Linked DNA regions of Sus scrofa: region 2 is linked to region 1. The links are chromatin contacts, called in public Hi-C maps. All regions are on one chromosome and are shown on one strand. Each heading gives the region's core, a stretch centred on a gene start, on an enhancer-like site or on the middle of the called end of the contact. The rest is flanking DNA. Distances are from core to core; before and after follow the strand shown. Region 1 holds the start of PPID (peptidylprolyl isomerase D). Region 2 has its middle 160 kb from the start of RAPGEF2.

Region 1 (6,081 bases), core at 1,081-3,580:
TAAGAAACAGGAGTTCCTGTCGTGGCGCAGTGGTTAACGAATCTGACTAGGAACCATGAGGTTGCGGGTTCGATCCCTGCCCTTGCTCAGTGGGTTAACAATCCGGCGTTGCCATGAGCGGTGGTGTAGGTTGCAGACGCGGCTCGGATCCCGCGTTGCTGTGGCTCTGGAGTAGGCTGGTGGCTACAGCTCCGATTCAACCCCTAGCCTGGGAACCTCCATATGCCATGGGAGCGGCCCAAGAAATAGCAACAACAACAAAAAAGGCGAAAGACAAAAAAAAAAAAAAAAAAAAAAAGAAATAGTGCATAGCTTTGGTTCTGTTCCTTGCTGCACATGAGTAAAAAGACTTCAGAAACCAGAAGCACTGTTTTGTTTTTTGCTTTTTTTTTTGCCACGGCAATGTAGAAGTTCCTGGGCTAGGGATGGAGCCTGTGCCACAGCAGTGACCCAAGACCAGCAGTGCCAACACCAGATCCTCAACCAGCTGAGCCATAAGACAGAGTGTCTTCCAGGAGAAGGGTTTATTTTCTCTCTAGGGATCAGTTCTGGAGGAGTTTTCAAAGGTATAGTTCAGGTTATTCAGGTTGGTCCTAGGAACATGACAATTAATATAAAGCTGTTACTTTCCTGTGAAAAATCTGGACACAGTGAGAGTAACATTTGGATTACTCTTTTACACCCAGAAACCTTTATAACAGCAAGTATCATGTTCTACTTCCTGAGAATGCAGAGCCATGCTCAAACCACCTTTGCAGTTTTAGCTTTCATTTTGAAATGTTGATATTATTAACATTTATTATAATAAAGTGTTAGTATTATTATAGTGTTAGCTATTTATGGTAATAATTGCTTACACTTATTGAGTACTTAACTGTGTCAGATTCTGAAACACCTAAATAATTCATTTAATCCTCATAAAAAACTCAAGATACATACTATTAGCCAAATTTACAGATGAGGAAACTGAGACACAAAGAGGCTAAGTAACTTGTCCAAAGTCACTAGTATCCATGAGAGATTGAATTTAAACCCCATAAGTCTGATAACTAAGTAGAAGTACTTAGTTATGCTGCTGAGTTAATCATAATGATTATGATGTAAGAATGGTTACATAAGAATGGTTATGGGGTAAAAGTAATAATTCTTGGATTAATAAGCTACAAGCTGATTCGAAGCTAGTAGATTAAAATAAAATTAAAAAATTTTAATTATCATTTGGTATTTGTCAGACAAAGTCTAAGTTACCAGTTTGTAGCCTGAGAATAGGATTGGGTTAAATATCAACTTATTTTGAATCTGTTATTTATCACGGGGACCCAGAGGTTATGTGCTGAGCTGTTGTGGATCTTAAGGAACCACAATGGATAAACACCATAAACTGAAGGGCCTCAACTGATAAGGAATTAACATTTTAAATTTTAATGTCTTGCAATTGGAAAGGATCAGCCTTAAGAACTGATACAGAAAATTTTCTCAAACAGTACATAAAGGCATATGGAAATGAAACGTTCTCAAGGATAGAAACTGTAAGAAGTGCTGGGGCAGGAAAAAATGAAAAAGAAAAAAGAAAACCAAATTTCTGTCCTCGTGGGGTTTAATTCTCACGGAAGGAAACATGAAATAAATCAGTCAACAATTAGAATACCGCAAAGTTCCAAGGACCATACATACCACTCTTCTCCAAAATTAGGCTATATCAAAAAGTGAGACTGCGCAGTCACACAGAAAGGTAAAACCCTTGCACAAATCCCCCTAAGGTAAAGTGGGCATTGTAATGACGCAGTTTCAGCAGGAATCCACTGCCCTCTCCTGGACCCTCCGCCCCGGCCTCCCGCGCTCACTCACACCGCCAGCATGTCGGGGTAAGTCACAACACGGCAACAAAAGCACAGCGACCACTGGTAGCCATGGCCACGTTGTACCAGGCCTAGTGTTAAGTGACGGACTCTTTATCCTCAAACGACCCTCTTTATCCCTGTTTTCCAGAGTTGCACAGAAGCAGCCCTTCCGGTGAGCGGAGACCGAGAATGGAATGGGGAAGGCCAGCGGAAAAGCTCTCCCACACCATGACAGCAGGAAAAGCGATGAAACCCAAGCGAAAAGAATAAAAAGAACTGCGGCTACAACTACAGCGGAGAAGAAATGAGGGGGAAAAAGAAGGCGGGAACCGCCACAGGCAGGTTCGCGTATGCGGAGGCGTCGGAAGTTGGGAGGCGGGACCGGAAGTTTGGTCGCGGCGCCGGAAGTCTGGAGATGGCACCGGAAGGCGGACCGCGGTTTCCGGACCTGGCGCCGGAAGAGGCTCGTCAGCGCCGCCGCTTTTCGCGGACTGAAGCGCTCAGGGGTTTGAGCTGCGCGGTGGCCACGCGGTTATCAGGAGTAGCTCGCTAACGCTTCGGCAGGTTACCATGTCACACCCGTCTCCCCAGGCAAAGCCCTCCAACCCAAGTAACCCCCGAGTCTTCTTTGATGTGGACATTGGAGGGGAGCGAGGTGAGGCGAGGCGCCCCAGGGTCGGGGTCTCGGGACTTGGGGCCGGGCTCGGGCCGGGGGCCGCTCTGGCGCGGGGGGCGGGAGGGGGGGATGGCTGCCCACAACGAGCCCTGGAGCAATACTACCGTCTAGTCTTGGCGTCCGGGGTTGGGCCAAACCCACGCCCTTGTGCCGGTGCTGTTGGGTGTAAGGAAGTTTCTGGAAATTTCTGGTCGGGGATGGTGGCGGTCTTTCGGCTTGTCTCCGGATTTGTTTTCACTAGCCAGCCACCTAGCACCATCACGTTGGCCTAAGATAAGGTGATTTTATGTTTGCAGGGGGACATTCAAAAAACCTTGGTGGACTCCTGTCACGCCGTGTCTCTTGCTACCGACATAGATCAGTAATTGCCATGTTATACATTAAAGCGACTCTTTAAAAAAATTGTTTCTTTTACTTTTTTTCCTCCCTCCTTATTACTGATTCTGAACTTAGAGGTCCATTCAGCGAGGTGAACATTTCCCTGTTTTGGCATTTGGGAAAATTAGATCCATGTGGCTCTGTGGTTGCCTAGGCTACCATAGCAGCTCTGAAGTGCCTGAAGCCTTGTGAATTAGCACATTGCTTTGTTGCTGAATTGCTCTTGTTCCAGAGCTCTTTAAAATTGCTGGCCAGGCAGTGTGTTTGAATGCATTATACAAACGGACACATCTAGCTTGAGGGACCCTGTGGATGTTATTCATACACATGTATGAACTTAGATGTTCAGTTTGTTTTGAATTTTAGTGCTACGTTTATTTTTCATCTGTCTTAGAGTGGGAACTTTTTCAGCTTTCGCTTTCAAGGCAGTTCTAGGCAGTTTCCACAGAGCACAGAGACTACAGTTATACTTAAAACTTGGCCAGCCTGACCACTCAAAGGATATTTCATTTTCTCCTGTTGTTTCTGTCACCTGAAAAAAAAAGCATAACCTAAAAGTTGAGACATAATGTATTATTTGCTGGACAAAACTGAGGGCTTAGGCCTGGGAGTCAGCCTCTCAGCTATGAGGGACTGCCTCAAAGAGGTGATGGGGGAGCTGGGATACAGGAGTTGTGCCACAAAGACCAGCAGAAGAGTAAAGAAAACCAGGCACCTAAAATTAGTGAGTTCAGTGCTTTTCTATGTAGGTAGGCTTCTGTGCTTATTCAAGTCCTTTCTTCGGTATGCACCTTAGCTATCTATCTAGGGCCATCCTGAATCCCTTCAGGTGCACAGTTGGGGGCAGCTGCGGTGGCTGCCGGCTTGATGGCTGCCAACATCTTTTATTTATTAATGTGGCAGGCAGTATTTTTCACCCACAATTACTTGGTTTTGGAAGTTAAGAGGACATGTCAGAGAAATTAGAATTAAAAACTGCTTGTAGTTCATGGTATCCCTTAAATAGTGCTAGTCTTCTGGCTACTGTATTTATGATCCTTTGTAAGGTGTAATAAAATGTTTCAAATTCATCTAAATATATGATACTTAACATTAGGTAGACTAAATATAGAAAAATGCAGAGCTTGGTATTTCAGTCACTAATTTTACCAACTCATCTTTTACCATTTATTTGGTTGGTTGTGTGGCATACCAACATTCTTTCACTTTTTCTTTCAGTTGGTCGAATTGTCTTAGAATTGTTTGCAGATATTGTACCCAAAACTGCAGAGAATTTTCGTGCGTTGTGTACAGGAGAAAAAGGCATTGGACCCACCACTGGAAAACCGCTCCATTTCAAAGGATGCCCTTTCCATCGAAGTATGTATACTTTTTCTGAATCTCATTCCTCTTATGGATCATTGAGTCCTGTTCTGTAGGAGTTAGGGAAGAAAACACTAAGTAGGGGATGAGAGTCAAAAGTTTAACTGTTAGTTTCCGAGAAGATGCTTTGACATCTGAGACAATGGTCATTTTCATAAGGGTTGTGAAAGGTGGAATGAATTGTGGAAGGGCACTAAGGTTTAGGTATAGAGAAACAGACTGCCCTCAATTCACTAGGGTGCAGTCTGGTAAATAAGTAGTGCTTGGGTAGCTGGTGACAAAAAATTATGCCTATTGGGCTGGATTGCTTGGGAAGGCTGCAGCTGATTTAAAGGTTCAATGTCTTGGACACCTGGTATCATACGTGATTAAAAGATATCATCTCACACTGCTTTTCACACTGTGTAGTCATACATACTGTTACCCAATCAAACTTGGGTCCACTTGCCCACTTGCAGTAAAGCCAATCTACAGACTCTGGATTGTCGTGAAGGAAAGGGCACCATTTATTGTAGGCACAAACCAAGGAGTCCAGGCAGCTAGTGCTTGAAAGAGCTGAAGTCGCTTAGGGAGAGATTTTTAAAGACAGGAATGGGGGGTCGGGGGGAGGTGTGATCACCTCGGGGACATCTTCTGATTTGGTGGTGAGGTCATTGGGAGGCAGCATCATCAACGTTCTGGTTCCAACTGGTCTGGGGTCTTACCTGCTTGTGGGAGGTGTATGGTTAACTTCTTCCGCCTGGGGCAGGGTTTCAATATTTGCAAAACAGATCTAAGGACATGGCTCAGGATATTATCTAGCCCTTAAGGAGGAACTAAAGGTCCTTGACTTTGTTTATGGTTAAGCTATTATTTTGTCTTGCTTGACTCTTCCTTTTTTCTGCATTTTCTCACTTCTCTGATTAAATTTACTTTTTGGAACTGAGGGGAAACTTAGGAGGCTGAAGTTTTTCTGTAGATAAGAAGGTGGACGACATGGGAGGGGGAGGTCTGTTTTGAGGAGCCCCGTAGGGTCCCACTTGGTTACAGTACCTTTGTTTAGTGATTATTTGATAGGCCCCCCAATAGACTGTAGGTTTCATGAGTTCAGGAACTTGGTCTTCTCACCATTTGGTCCTCAGCAGCTAGTATAGTTATTGAGTAGGCACTCAATATTTGTTTAATGAATGAACAAATAAGTTAAACTGTAATTATATCAGTAATTATTTTAAAGACTTGATTAAGAAAATATTAACATTGATTTAAAAATATTTCAGAATTCCTACTGTGGCTCAGCAGAAATGAACCCGACTAGTATCCATGAGGATTTGGGTTTGATCGATGGCCTTGCAAAGTGGTTAAGGATCTGGGTCTGGCGCTGAGTTGTGTAGGTCACAGACAAGGCTCGGATTTGGCCTTGCTGTGGTGTAGGCTGGCAGCTGTAGCTCCAATTTGACCCCTAGCCTGGAACTTAAGTATGCCATGGGTATGGCCTTAAAAAAAATTTACTGGTGGTTTACTTTCATATTTAATAAAATACCAGTGTAAGAAAAGATGGAGATGCTGGAGTTCCAGACCACCTTGATAAAGCAAATTTTGCAGTAAAATAAGTCACACAAATTTTTGGTTCCCACTGTATTTAAAAGTTTTGTTTACACCATGCTTTAGTCTCTTGAGTGTGCAGGAGCGTTAGGCCAAAAAAAAGGTATGTAACTTAATCTAAGAACACTTTATTGCTAAAAAACACCAAAACAGTTACAGTAGTGACATCAGAGATCACTGATCACAGATCACCATAACAAATAATAATGAAAAAGTTTGAAATACTATAAGAAGTATCAAAAT
Region 2 (5,950 bases), core at 2,690-5,189, 670 kb before region 1:
GTTGGAACTCCTTCTCACTTTTTTCATTTATTCAATTTCCTAGAAATATTTTCTCTCAGACCTATTTATTCCCTGATCCCAATCATGAAAAGGTCATGTGTATCTCTTGGCCTAAATACCTCTCTCCTAACATCTTCAGTATTTCTGTTCGAATTTGGATGGGTTGTTTCTAGACTTCCCGTCCAGCTGTCAGGCAGGATTTTTCACTCGCTGCTCTCCTGTAGTGAAACCCCATTTCCGGGGTGTTGTGTTGTCCTTTTTCTTATTTTTTCCCACAGTTTTGATGGGAACACATCCTCCAGCAGTTTCCTGAGAAAGAGCCAACAGGAAGTAAAATTTGTGCATGTCTAAAAATGTTTGTATTCCACACTCACCCTTGATGAATAGTTTGTGAGGACAGGGCTCTTGGGTCGGAAATCATTTTGCAATTGTCCTGTCATCATTTGTTGAAGAGACTGTATGTCCCCCACTGAACTAACTTTGCACCCTTCCTGAAAAGTTAACGTATTTTCCTAAGGCAGCAATGTTTTCCTTTGCTTATCTTATGTCAAATTGTTAGCAAGCTCTCTGCCTCCTATTTTCTTTTTTCTTTTCTTTTCTTTCTTTCTTTCCTTTCCTTCTTTTCTTTTCTTTGACTGTGCAGAAGTTCTCTGGCCAGGGATTGAACCAGCACCACAGCAGTGACTCAATCCATGGCAGTGACAATGCCAGATCCTTAATCCTTTGCACCACCAAGGAACTCCCCTGCCTTCTATTTTCACATCTTCCAAAAAAAGGATATTTGCACCATGAAATGCCCTGTAATGATTATGAATAATATATTGAATGTGTAGAGTTTGAAGTCAAAATCTGACTTTACTGCCTCTCAACTGTGTGAACTTGGGCAAGTTATTTAGCTTTACCAGGTCTAAGTTTTCTCATCTTTAAAATGGATCTAGTCATAGCACCCCACCTCCTAGAATTGTTTAGAGAATCAATGTGGAGTTCCCACCATGGTTTAGCAGAAATGAATCTGATTAGCATCCATGAGGACACAGGTTCAATCTCTGGCCTCGCTCAGCAGGTTAAGGATCCAGCATTGCCATGAGCTGTGGTATAGGTCACAGAAGTGGCTCAGATCCTGCATTGCTGTGGCTGTGGTGTAGGCCAGCAGCTGCAGGTCTGATTTTACACCTAGCTTGTGAACCTTCATATGTCATGGGTGGGATCCTAAAAAGACAAAAAAAAAAAAAAGAATCAAATGAGATAAAAAGTTTCATGCAGTGCCTGGCACAGAGTACACATCCCACAAATGTCCCAAGGTGCTGCAGGTGCCGTGAGCCCCAAGGCTCTCTGTACTAAGAGTATGGGAAGATAGTGTCTGGGGTCAGCTTCTCAGGAGCAGAGAAACTTACAAGTAGAGACTAACAGGAAGGTTCCTTCCACCGTCAACTGATGGTGTGCCAGCAGCCTTCCCCCTGGCCCATGGACTCACAAACAAAAACACTATGCAATGAGCTTCCACCTGTGGGTCACACCTGCTCACTGGTGATCCCGTTCCTAACACCACTGGATGCATATTTTCACCTCATACCACTGAGAAGCTTCCTGTGGGTGCTTCCTGTCTGTGCAGTGTTCCCTGTTACACCAGTTCCCACCTCCAGCATGTGAGAACCAAACCATAAATCAGCTTTATTGTAGGCGATCTAAGTGCTACTACATTGCAGTGAGCAAGGCACTTTCTCCTGGTGGGCACTAGAGGGCGTGGTGTGTGTGTGTGTGTGTGTGTGTGTGTGTGTGTGTGTGTGCAGCTGGTCGAAAAGTTGGCCCGTGCCAAGGAGCGCAAATCCTTCTGGCCAATTGGTTGACCCGATGACAAATGTAAGTGTACTCACCTGTAACCACTCAGGTAGAGAAACACAGGCAAACACAGCTAAGCACATACATGGACAGACACCACACCCATCATCACATACACAGCACACACACCCACAAGAGAGACAGATATGCATGTAACCCACCAGCAATGTGCACACAAACTTGGTCATGAACACAATCACAGATGTGTCTGCAAAAACTTATATAGACACACAAGTGAATTTACAAGCATGTAGGATACATTCACACATACACATGTAGAGTCACACAGATCCATTTGCACACAAATGTAGAGATGGACAGCCATGCTCACAGCCAGAGACTTTCAGGCAGACAGTCTACAGAACTTGCACTGGGTTGGGATCGTCTTTGACATGTTATAAGTGAGGGACAAAGGCTGAGAGGGTCCAAAGTCTTAACCCACTCCCATATCATGACAGACAGTAAAGCTAAGATTAGATTAAGCTCTAAGGAATTCCTCCAGGGAAAAGAGTATTATTTCAAATAGAGAGACATCACTGCTCATATTTACTTCTGCAGTTACTCCAGTCTTGGAGCCAATTCAGATGTTGTTCCTTGAAAGCTGTTGTTCTGAAAGTTCTACCTTGAAAGTCACTGGTTATTTAACCAATAAACTTTCACCAACTGAAAATAGCTCCTTGTTCATTTTATTCTGATCATGGATATGGAGAGCAAACATCCAGACCATTATATCATTGCAGCTGCCTCTCAACACCCAGGATAACAGAGCGTTGTCATAGAAACACTGTCGCAGCCTTACTCACCAGGAGAAGCCAAGAAGGAGGAGGACAATGTCTCTGATTCAGTTCTGCTTTTTGGACCTCACATATCTAGCTCACATCCGGAATGCTATCTGCATCACTGTTTAGAGAATATATGTTTCTATTGTCTCACTAGAAGGAGCACAGCATGGCATTTGAACAAGCTGTTCCACAGTCTCCACCACAGCAACTTGCTCAGCAACTATGCTCAAGGTTACACTGCCAGTGAGTGGTGGGACCAGGATTCAAAACCAGAGAGGACTCTGAGCCCCTTTCTTTCTCAGTAATCTTACATGACCTCAAACAAATGATGGTCTCAAAATAAGATGATTGAATTCATGGTGAGGGTTTTGCTAGGTGGGAAGGATTGTGTTCTCCAGAAAGCAGAGCCTTTGGCAGAAAAGTCCTTGTGCACTCCGACTGCTGTACCAGAGAGCAGAAGTGAGGGGTAGAGGGGGAAGCAGGAAGTCGGGGAGCCAGTGTGAGGGTGTTGTTGAGCTGGCTACTGCCAACTGCAGTTTGTTGCTGCATCTGTGGGCCAAAATGCCTCTAAGGTTGATAGCTCATCCTGTGGAAGTGGAAGGAGGAGGTTCTGATCCCCCACTCGGTGGTCAAAGGTTCAACCCCAGGGTGTGAATTCCATGTCCATTTCCCAGTTGCACACACATCTCTGGGAGACTGGAGGGATTGACAGGGATGGTTAGAGTTGGGTTATAATGAGCCTTGCATGGTGGTTCATAGATTCAGGGCTTGATTCTGTAAGCACTGAAGGACTCCAGGGATATTTTGAAAAGAAAAGTGGCACAGTCAGTGGGAAGGACCTTCCCTAGTTCTATGAATTCCTTATAAAATTTTCATTATTGGCTGAAGGGAATATTTGTGAAAATATTCCCAAGCCAGTCCTTGATAATAGTAGTGGCTATACAGATCCACATCTCATGGTCACTGTGCTTTCTCATCCATGACTTCCCAGCCTCTCTGAATCTCATGGGATATAGGCATTTCCATTTCCAGAAGAGGCAGCATCAAGCAGGACTCATGGAAGATAGAGACTGGAGTGATGGAAGATAAACTTGGCCAATGCACGAGACTGGCCTGGGAATGTTTGTTCAAATTAAGATAATTCTCATTTCTTGGGGGGTGTTGTCATTGCTTTTAGGAAAAAACAGAAGGGTAACATTTTGGTCTCCCTTGGGCACCCGAGGATTATTCATTTGGAGGCTCTGCTTTCCCTCCTATCATTTTACCCACACAGGTCCCTGGGCTAGGTGTCAGCCTGGCATAGCCGAGCCAGATGGCTGAGGCATTTGCTGCCAGCATCACCCTAGGAGACAGGCAGACTTGTTCCTGCCTGCTGGTCTCTTGACTACCTTCAGTATAGGACAAAATTAGGGTAGATAATACAGACATTTCATCTGTAGGGCACATTATGATACAAACCACTTGTCCAAATAGTTCCACATGAATCTCCACAGCTTTCTAAACCATTCTGGTTTCCTATCTTGTATTTCTCTTTGCTGTCAACCAGAACAAATTACTTAGATTTGGCTCTGTGGCTTAAAAAACAAAAAACAAGCAAACAAAGGAAAAAAACTAGAAAAGGCAACAGGCCTAGTAGCAAAGACTAGTCCTTCCCTAAGATTGTTGAGAAGACTTAATGAGATTATACATAAAAAGTGCTCAGCATAGTAACTGGCACATAGAATGTGCTCGATAAGTATTAGCTACTCTTCTTTATATCATCATGGTTATTGCTGGGTTTTGATAGTCTCATCATCTTTAACCAGAGTTATAGTAATAGCACTCTCTTCCTCATCATTGGTCTCATTGTGAACCTTTCAGAGCTGACCCTAAATGTTGTGAACTAATACAAAGTGTCTTTCTCAGTGTCTAGTATAGAGTTGCTGTCTTAGTCTGTTTAGGCTACTGTAACAAGTAGACTGGCTGGTTGTTGCTATAAATAATGCACTTTGTTACTCACAGTTCCTGCAGCTGTGCCATCACAGAGGCTGGCCTCAGAGTGCCAGCATGGAAAGAGCCCTCTTCCTGGCTACAGGCTGCTGACCTCTCACTGTGTCCTCACATGGCCAGAGGGGCAAGAGAACTTTCAGGCTTCTTTATTTTTTATTTTATTTTATTTGTCTTTTTGCCTTTTTAGGGCCATACCTGCAGCATGTAGAAGTTCCCAGGCTAGGGGTCAAATCAGAGCCACAGCTGCTGGCCTATACCACAGCCACAGCAACTCAGGATCTGAGACATGTCTGCGACCTACACCGCATTTCATGGCAAGTCAGATTCTTAACCCACTGAACAAGGCCAAGGATTGAACCTGAGTCCTCATGGATGTTAGTCAGAATCGTTTCTGCTGAGCCACGACGGGAACTCCTAAAAATAAGGTATTTTTAGATTGAGGTCTTGGTAGCCCCCTCAGTTCAGCCTGTTGAGACTCTGGGGAAAGAATCCAGCCTTGTGCCTGGACTCCTGATCCATGGAAACGGAGGTCATAGAGGCTTGTGTTGTTAGAACCACTAAACATGTGGTAACGTGTTATACAACAGCAGAAGCCCTTAAAATGTTCAACCTCGCTCCTAAACAGTGTCTTTTGGGGGTGGGGGGAGAAGATATTTGCTTACCTATACATAAAATATCTGTGGAAAGTTTCTAACAAACTGATAACAGGAGTACCTTTTGTGGCATAGCAGAAACAAATCTGACTAATATCCACAAGGATACAGGTTCAATCCTTGGCCCCACTCAGTGGGTTAAGGATCCTGCGTCGTCATAAGCTATGGGGTAGGTCACAGACACTGCTCGGATCCCACGTTGCTGTGGCTGTGGTGTTGGCTGGCAGTGGCAGCTCTGATTTGACCTCTAACTTGGGACTTCCATGTCGTGGGTATGGCCCTAAAAAGGAAAGAAAGAGAGAGAGGGAGGGAGGAAGGAAGGAAAGAAGAAGGAAAAGAAACTGATAGCAAGTGATTGTTTCCAGGGAAGCATGTGGGGAAGAACATTGTTGCTGCAGGAGAAAAATGAGGAATTTTTACTGTACAGTTTTTCACACACACTAGATTTTGAACCATGTGAATGTATTACCTCTGAAAATATTAACAAACTTGGGAAAACAAGATTAAGGCTGTCTTTTTGTCCCTATGATCATTAACTGGTCCCCTGAAGAAGAAGATCACCCACCTAGAGAGGCCAGACACCCCAAGAGAACACAGTCCACAAACAGTCAACTACACGAAGCCTCTGTTAATGAATCTGATGGGGTTTTCTTCTAAACATTAAATATTTTTAAACTGTCAGCAGAT

Evidence for each region. A called contact is a pair of places that touch in the nucleus more often than the background predicts.
Region 2: a contact with region 1 is called in a Hi-C map of skeletal muscle, with 8 times the contacts expected there. The contact joins the enhancer-like site here to the promoter of PPID in region 1. A contact is called at or near these places in 16 of 47 Hi-C or Micro-C datasets (embryonic fibroblasts, epiblast stem cells, fetal heart ventricle and 10 more) and 2 of 2 datasets of contacts at active chromatin or transcription factors (alveolar macrophages and skeletal muscle).

The regions. Positions count from the first base shown.
Region 1 is chr8:47,666,681-47,672,761 of Sscrofa11.1, reverse strand. It overlaps PPID (peptidylprolyl isomerase D), which reads left to right and starts at 2,330. Exons shown (of 10, transcript NM_001244386.1): 1 at 2,330-2,496; 2 at 4,114-4,254. The coding sequence starts at 2,412.
Region 2 is chr8:48,335,865-48,341,814 of Sscrofa11.1, reverse strand. No RefSeq gene overlaps it. Among named protein-coding and RNA genes, the nearest start is that of RAPGEF2, 160 kb to the right of the region's middle. Within about 2 kb of position 3,939, at least 7 of the 83 cell types and tissues checked have an H3K27ac peak or open chromatin away from gene starts, as enhancers often do. A contact at or near this core is called in retroperitoneal adipose tissue and skeletal muscle, where this site is marked.